2 separate regions of the Macaca mulatta genome follow, and region 2 is linked to region 1. A link is a contact called in public Hi-C data. All regions are on one chromosome and are shown on one strand. Each heading gives the region's core, a stretch centred on a gene start, on an enhancer-like site or on the middle of the called end of the contact. The rest is flanking DNA. Distances are from core to core; before and after follow the strand shown.

What was found. A called contact is a pair of places that touch in the nucleus more often than the background predicts.
Region 2: a contact with region 1 is called in a Hi-C map of fetal cortical plate, with 1.8 times the contacts expected there. The contact joins the enhancer-like site here to the promoter of MTCL1 in region 1. A contact is called at or near these places in 5 of 14 Hi-C or Micro-C datasets (CD4 T cells, fetal cortex germinal zone, fetal cortical plate and 2 more).

What each region holds. Positions count from the first base shown.
Region 1 is chr18:79,739,750-79,743,712 of T2T-MMU8v2.0, forward strand. MTCL1 (microtubule crosslinking factor 1) reads left to right here and starts at 1,833. Exons shown (of 15, transcript XM_077975241.1): 1 at 1,833-3,098. The coding sequence starts at 2,046.
Region 2 is chr18:80,008,266-80,012,432 of T2T-MMU8v2.0, forward strand. All of the region lies in intron 4 of LOC106994412 (a long non-coding RNA gene), which reads left to right. Among named protein-coding and RNA genes, the nearest start is that of NDUFV2, 93 kb to the right of the region's middle. Within about 2 kb of position 1,301, at least 6 of the 40 cell types and tissues checked have an H3K27ac peak or open chromatin away from gene starts, as enhancers often do. A contact at or near this core is called in fetal cortex germinal zone and fetal cortical plate, where this site is marked.

The DNA.
Region 1 (3,963 bases), core at 583-3,082:
CAGGCAGGACGACTTCGGGGCAGGGCTCTCCTGACTTACAGGATTACAAAAAAAGGGTTCATCCTGCATTTTTTGAAGGAGATGGCTAAGTAGGGTAAATCTGTGGTTAAGATCACAGACTTTGGAGTCGATTTTTTCTTTATTTTTGTGAGTCGCCCCCCCCCCCACTTTTCTGTCCCTGCTCCCTCGGCCCCCTCACCGCGCATACTGCCACAGCCACTCGCAGCTCCCATGGCCCACCTCCCTCTCCTCCAGGCTGGTGCCCCCGGGGTCTTTCTGAGCACATCAGATCATCTTGCTCAGAATTGCCCTGGCTACCGCCTCTAGTTTAATGCCCAACGGTCTTGGTAGGATATTCGGTGCCACACACCCTCCAGTCTCCCCTCTAATCCCTAACCCACCTGCCTCCCCGCCTAGGGGCCCTGCTCTCTGCAGGCTCTACTGTGTCCTGGGCCCTCAGCTGCGAGACCAACCCGTCCTTCCAGGAAAATGCAAGCCTTCCAAGGCGGGGTTACGCTCCCGCCCTCCACCTTGTAATTATTACCTGACCCTCTGTCTCCTGCAACGCCAGGGCTAGAGGACAGGCTGGCCCTTATTCCTATGGACACTGGCCAACATCCAACGCCTGGGACATAAACTGCACCCAATGGGATGTGAACTGCACTTTACAGTTTGCACGGTGTGTTCTGGTATTTGCTCAATCTTCACACACACTCAGGTGGCAGTACGTTTTAATGATGCAGGCGAGGGAACTGGGGCTCAGAAAGGTCTAGTGCCTTCAAGAGGTAGAACCGGTGCCCGGGCTCCGGGCTGTCTAAGCGGAGAGCCTGCAGGACTCGGAATCCTGAGGACCTGAGTTTAAGCCCGCTCAGCCAGGCACTGGGTGAGGCATCGCAGGCAAGTGACTTCACCTCCCTGCGCCGGTGCCCTAGTCTTTACCGAAGACAGCAATTCCAATCCGGGACTGTGGTGAGGTTTAAATAAAACAATGCCCAGTAAGTGGCCAGCAGGCCTGGCTCGCAGCCGGAACTATAAATGCGAGTTCCCTTTCTGACCCCAGCTTGGCAAAGGCTTCTCCTGTTTGGGCAGCAGCTCCTCCTCTTCTGAACTCCCGAGGCCACAGGGGTGCCAACTGTGGAGCGCCCGCCGTGCCATTTTGACGCGAGAGCTGTGTCTGGTACCAGCGATCCTTAAAGGAGCTCGGGGACCAGGGGCACAGCTTAGACAGGACGCGGGGGAGGGGACGGGCCTCGGGGAAGCGGGCGGCGGATGGAGGGGCACAAGGGGGGCGTTGTCAGCCGCCGCACATGCCTTCCCCAAGTGGCCGGTGCCGCCCCTTGCCCCCACTTCGCCTCCGCCTCTTCCCTTCCTCCCTAGCTCCTGGCAGCGTCTCTAGGGCCTCAAAAAGCAAGGAGGTCCCCGGGCGGCGAGGGCGCGGGGACCCAGCCTGCGCCTGCTCCCAAGGGCGCGCAGGCCCCGCCCCGTCCCTGCCGGGCGCCCGCCCCCCGGGAAGCGCAAGCCCCGCCCCTTCCCTCGCCCCTCCCCCGCGCGGCGCCGGCTGGCTGGAGGCGGGGCATGCGCACGGGCAGCGGGCGAGGGCGCGGGGCGGCGGGGCGCGCGCGTGCGGCTTCTCTCAGCCGGGAGCGGCGGGGGCGGGCGCGGGCCGTAGCGGGCCGGCGGTGGGCGGGGAGCGGGACGCGGGAGCCGGGCGCGCGCCGCCAGCGCCGCCGCGGCACCGGTGACCGCGAACCCGGAGCGCGGGGTCCGGGGATGCGAGCGGCCAGGAGCCGCCGCGCTGCTGAGCCGGGAGAACTCGATCCACGGTGACATCAGCGAGGGGCGAGCGCGGCGGCGGCGAACCCCGCGGGAATCCTTGGGGCCGGGGTGCGGGGGGCGGGGAACGGCGGGAGCGCGGGGCGCAGCCCGGGCGGGGCTGGGACAGTGATGAGCGAGTGCGCGGGGAGGCTGCACGCCGCCGCCGCCGCCGCCGCAGCCGTCGCCGCCCGGAGCGTCTGCCGCCTGAGCTGCTGCCCGCGGACCCCGCCATGGAGACGCTGAACGGCCCCGCGGGCGGAGGCGCCCCGGACGCGAAGCTGCAGCCGCCCGGCCAGCACCACCGCCACCACCACCTCCACCCGGTGGCCGACAGGCGGCGGCTGCACCGAGCGCCCTCGCCCGCCAGACCCTTCCTTAAGGACCTGCACGCCCGGCCCGCCGCGCCCGGCCCGGCCGTCCCCTCCTCGGGCCGAGCCCCGGCGTCCGCCGCCCCGCGCTCGCCCAACCTCGCGGGCAAGGCGCCGCCCTCGCCGGGGTCCCTGGCCGCGCCCGGCCGCCTCTCCCGGCGCAGCGGCGGCGTCCCGGGCGCGAAGGACAAGCCCCCGCCGGGCGCCGGGGCCAGAGCGGCGGGCGGTGCCAAGGCTGCCCTGGGAAGCAGGAGGGCGGCGCGCGTGGCGCCCGCGGAGCCGCTGTCCCGGGCTGGGAAGCCTCCCGGAGCCGAGCCGCCGCCCGCCGCTGCCAAGGGCCGCAAAGCCAAGCGCGGCTCCCGGGCGCCACCCGCCCGCACCATCGTTCCCCCGACCCCGGCCGCCCGGATCCCTGCCGTGACCCTCGCGGTGACCTCGGTGGCCGGGTCTCCGGTCCGCTGCTCGCGCATCAGCCACACGGACAGCAGCTCCGACCTCTCCGACTGCCCCTCCGAACCCCTGTCCGACGAGCAGCGCCTGCTCCCTGCCGCCAGCAGCGACGCCGAATCTGGCACGGGCTCCAGCGACCGAGAACCCCCCCGAGGAGCGCCGACGCCGAGCCCCGCAGCCCGAGGAGCGCCGCCGGGCAGCCCCGAGCCCCCAGCGCTCCTCGCCGCGCCCCTCGCCGCGGGCTCCTGTCCCGGGGGCCGGAGCATCCCGGGCGGGGTTTCCGGGGGTTTCGCGGGGCCCGGCGCGGCGGAGGATGCCCGGGGTCGCGCACCGCCGGAGCGACCAGTCCCCGGGACCCCCAAGGAGCCCAGCCTGGGCGAGCAGCCTCGGCTTGTGCCAGCGGCGGAGGAAGAGGAGCTGCTGCGGGAGATGGAGGAGCTGCGCTCGGAGAACGACTATCTCAAGGTGAGCCGCGCCTCGGCCGCAGGTGTCCCGGGGCGCCCCCGGAGGGCCTGGCTGCGGCGGGGACCCGCCAACCCCGCCTTCCTGGGCCTGTCCAGCGCCTTCTCCCTCCTGCCCTCCACGGTCCTGCCCCCGCATTGTCAGGCATTGGGAACTTAAGCCTAAACTTCTGGAAGGAGCAGCAAGACCTGGGGGTCTCCGCCAGTTCGCAACCCACTTCGCTGTTCTCGCGTCTAGAACTCTTGCTTCTCTTCGCTGCTACTTTTACTTTTGTTGACCTGTTGGGGCCTAGGAGGCTGTAATCGTTTTGGGGACATCAGCCGACACCCCCGTCCCCGCTCAGAACGTGCCAGCCTCACTTGTGGGAACAGGTGATCCTTCGCCAGGGAGCTCTAGCCGGGCCACGTGCAGGCGTGGCGGTTCAGGACAATGCCACTGGGGGGCCTCGGCTGCGGACCCGCCCGCCGCTTCTGCAATAACAGAAAGAGCTGGGGGCCCTCGGGGTCTCCTGGGCTCCGACATCCCGGGTGGAGGGGGCCGCGCTGTTTTCGGTGACCAAGCTGAAGCTCAGTAGTGGTCCTTGGAGTGTGGCCCGGGTTGAGGAGCAACAGTGTTGCGCCGGCCAGTCCTTTGTAAGCATCTAGGAGCCGGCTTTCTGTGTCAGGAGAGGCCACGCCAGCACTTTCTAAGGAATCGCGGCGCCTGCTGCACTCTCTGAGTATTTTCCGGCAGGGCCTGCCGGCAGTGGCCTCTTAGTCGCCTTAGCACTGAGTGCTTAATCCGGCTCCATCTTTTCTCCACGGAGGGGGGCTGACGCTGCAGACGGGGTTCCCGGGGTCAGGACGATCCAGGTGACTTGAGAGAAAAT
Region 2 (4,167 bases), core at 51-2,550, 270 kb after region 1:
GGACAGTTTCCCACTCAGTTTGTGATAATTCTTCTCTTGCCTGACTTGGGCCTCACCCAGATTAAGTACTCAAGAAAAATCTTGGCGTGAACTCTTCTTGCTTGGTAATAAGCACATCTCAGACTACCTTAATCTTCTCCCCCTAAGTTTCAAGTGCTGGGGGTGCTTAAGTTAACCGATGTTTGATGCGTGCAGAGCTGTGTGCATTTAGTCCCTCAGTCTCTCCCCAGGTGAGCCTGGAGAGTGAGTATCTCTACTCATTGGCTCAGACACTTACCTCTTTTCTCTACGCAGGTAGCCACATGCTGAGCTTTTCCTACTCTAGAGAGCACAGTGCAAGGATCTCCAGTCTGTTGGGCACCTACTAAATGTCATATCCATATACGTGCAATGATCTATCACCTTTTATAGTTGTAGAATCTGAGGCTCAGAGAGATCGGATTGCTTGTCTGAGGTCACACTGCTGTTGGTATTGCAGCCAGGAGTTGAACTCAAGACTGTGTTTTGGCAAAGCCGTCCTCTTTCCATACTTACTGTTAAATTGTTTTGTTTTGTTTTGTTTTCTTAAACCAAGTGTAGTCCCAACAACGTTGAACAGCGTTTAGGTAGGTAAAAGCTTTGAGGGGACCTTTTAGGGTTTTGATGAGACTTCTTAACAGATATGCATTTCTCAAACATGACAACGTAACATTCATATTAAACATAAAACTTGGTATTTCCATAGAATTTTTCTTTTCTTTTCTTTTTTTTTTTTTTTGAGATGGAGTCTTGCTCTGTCACCCAGGCTGGAGTGCAGTGGCCGGATCTCAGCTCACTGCAAGCTCCTCCTCTCGGGTTCACGCCATTCTCCTGCCTCAGCCTCCCGAGTAGCTGGGACTACAGGCAGCCGCCACTTCGCCCGGCTAATTTTTTGTATTTTTTAGTAGAGACGGGGTTTCACCGTATTAGCCAGGATGGTCTCGATCTCCTGACCTCATGATCCGCCCGTCTCGGCCTCCCAAAGTGCTGGGATTACAGGCTTGAGCCACCGCGCCCGGCCTTCCATAGAATTTTTCATACATTTCTGCATCGTAGTGCATGTGTTTGCCTGAGACATATTAGTCTTTCAGGAAATATTTGAAGACAGAAAGGCAGGATGAGAGGAGAGGAAGGCGGTGGGGATGTGTGGGGTGCTGGTGGGCTGTGTGTTGGGGGGTGGGGGATGCCTGCTACCCTGAGCCTGAGAGCTGCAGAGCCGCTCTGGTACCAGCGAGGACTGGTACATCCTTGCTGCTTCAGCATGCTTCTATCGCCACCTAGCCACCTCGGGGAGAAATGCCCTCTCTGGGCAAGTCCGTCCAGACTTGAATGTTGTTTGCCCACTTACAGGTGGGTAGCTTTAGACCATGAAACTTGGAGAGTCCTTAGTCCTTCCCACAATGGACGCCTGTGCGCCCTGTCTTTTTTTTTAATTAGTGGCTTTCTTTAGCAGTTGATTCCAAGGCCTATTACATTTAAAGATAAATTTTTGAAAATTGGTATCACTGAGGATTGGTACCATTAAGGCTTCTCCGCACAAAAGAAGGGGATTGTTACTCCTTTGAGAGCCCTCTCCTGTGGGAGTGCCTGACACTGCCATGGACCCTCCCCGTGCACATGTCCATATCCAGATCAAATGTGGTCTCCATGAAACTTGTGAAGCAACAGCTTCCATTTAATCAACACTTGCCGTGTGCTGGGGGCTTTATGAGTGTTTTCTCATGTAATTCTCACAGAAATCTTCTGAGGTAGGTATGGTTAAGGGCACCGAGGCACAGTGAGGTCCTGGAGCTGGTCCATGGCAAAGCTGGGATTTGAACCCAATTGGTCTCTTCCCCAGGCCCATGACCCTCCTCTCATCCAGCGTCTCTTGATTTCCCCAACCAAAGTGTCATCTCTCTGCTCTGCAAGCACTTCCTTTCTGTCTCCTAATGCCATTCAGATTATATTTTCTCTTTCTCTAAACCAGAGACTCCAACTCCAGGAGGGACATCGTCCTTTGCTGTGTTGTGTGTGCACACACAGATTCTCACTTGAGGTGGTTACTCAATTCATTCATCCAGGTTGTGAAATTGCAGCAGCTTCAATTTGTTGTTCTATTTCAGTCATTCTGAGGTGGTATCTCCCAAGGTATATAAGGATCCCTGGTGTCAGACAACAGCCCAGGGAATTGTTATTTGCATTCTAATCTGTTCTCGTAGGAGGAGGATGGTCAACTAGTGGTGCTCTATGTAACAAAGGCAGACATGGGATTGACCACTGAGAGAGGCAGAGGGGAAGAGAGACCTGCAGCCAGACTGGAGGCAGGACCACCTGGGAACAGTGAGTCTTGGTTCACATATTTTGAGGAAACTGATCAGCAGGCAGGGAGCAAAGAGTTCCGTCAGCTCCATCCTGGAGCAGGCTGAGTAGAGGCATCAAGAAAACACTCATACAGCCCCCAGCACACGGCAAGTGTTGATTAAATGGAAGCTGTTGCTTCACAAGTTTCATGGAGACCACATTTGATCTGGATATGGACATGTGCACGGGGAGGGTCCATGGCAAACCAGGGACAATGTCACTGGTTTGCTGACTCTTCTTCTTTTTTTTTTTTTTTTTTTTTTTTTTTTTTGAGACATAGTCTTGCTCTGTCGCCCAGGCTGGAGTGCAGTAGTGCGATCTCGGCTTACTGCACCCTCTGCCTCCTGGGTTCAAGTGATTCTCCTGCCTCAGTCTCCCAGGATTAGAGGTGCTAGGAGGCTGAGGATTACAAGCGTCCCCCACCCACGCCCAGCACTGTAAAAGTGCTGGGATTACAGTCCTCCATGACCATGCCCAGCTAATTTTTGTATTTTTTTTTAAGTACAGACAGGGTTTCACCATGCTGGCCAGACTGGTCTCGAACTTCTGACCTCAGGTGATCCGCCCACCTTGGTCTCCCAAAGTGCTGGAATTACAGGCATGAGTCACTGCACCAGGCCAGGCTTGCTGACTCTTGGGAGTGTGGCTATGTTGTAAGTGACAGGCTGTCCCGGGTTCTCCACCTTCAGCCATCGTCACCATCCTGCATGAGGTTCCTCAGCAGGGGACTGAGCACTCGCAGGTCGCTGCTGGGACATGCAGAGGAAAGCAAGACCATCATGTCAGTATGGGAAAAGTGAAGAGTGAGGCCCAGGACTCTGAGAGAAAGGAGTCCTGGCCCAGAGATTGTGTGAGGAGAGCGTGGGATTAATGGGGTGCCCAAAAGCAGAGTCTGGGGGTGATTAGATAGGAAATTAAAGATTGGTGGGTAGAAGGAAAGGAAAGAAATAACAGGTGTAGACAGAAAAATTCACACTAAGAATGACCGTGGGCATGGGACACAGGCCAGTCAGACAGATTGTCAGACACCTGGAGAGGTGCCCAGCAGCTTGGAGCCCTCGGGAGCTCAGGGCACCAGCTCCTGACCAGAATGGAGCAGCCCGGGATCTTACCCACCGCTGCTCTCACGGGGCGCACACTGGCTGAACGTCTGCACGGGGTATAGGCAAGAGGAGAGAGAAACATGAATACCCGAGGTCACCAAAGGACATGCACGCCAGTCAGTGACAAAAGGGAACGTGGCACAGCATGGAGAAGCTGCTCTTAGGTCAGATCAGGCTCCTGTCATCACCACCGGTGACCCTCCCTGCCGGGGAAGGTGGCCCTGGCAGCGAGCACCTGTCCGGCTGGCTGAGCGGCAGCCCACGTGTCCGGGGCAGGGTGGCCAGCTGGCCAGCTGGGCCGGAGCCCAGAGTGCTGAGGCTCGCAGCCCGATCTCGGCAGTCCTGTGCCCTCGCATCAGGCCACAGCCCACAGGTGGCTCTTCCTGCATGCCGGAGGAAACAGAATCCCTGCCAGCAGAGAAGGAGCGGCCCAGCCACTTGCCTGTGGGTTTCATGAAATGTGCGACTCTGATCTCATACCCCTTAGAATTTCTAGTAAAAGATCCAGAATGTCTGACTTCCCAAGAAGGAACCTTCATGGGAAGGAATAGGCAGGAACGTTTTCAGAACCAGTTCCTCAATTTCTCCAGGTTCCAAAAAGCTGCAAGACCATACTCACCTCTTCAGGGTCTCCACATCCCCTGAATATCACATTCAGCTGTTGTTCCCATCACGTCTTGAGTAAATTTTTGTGGCTGTTTCT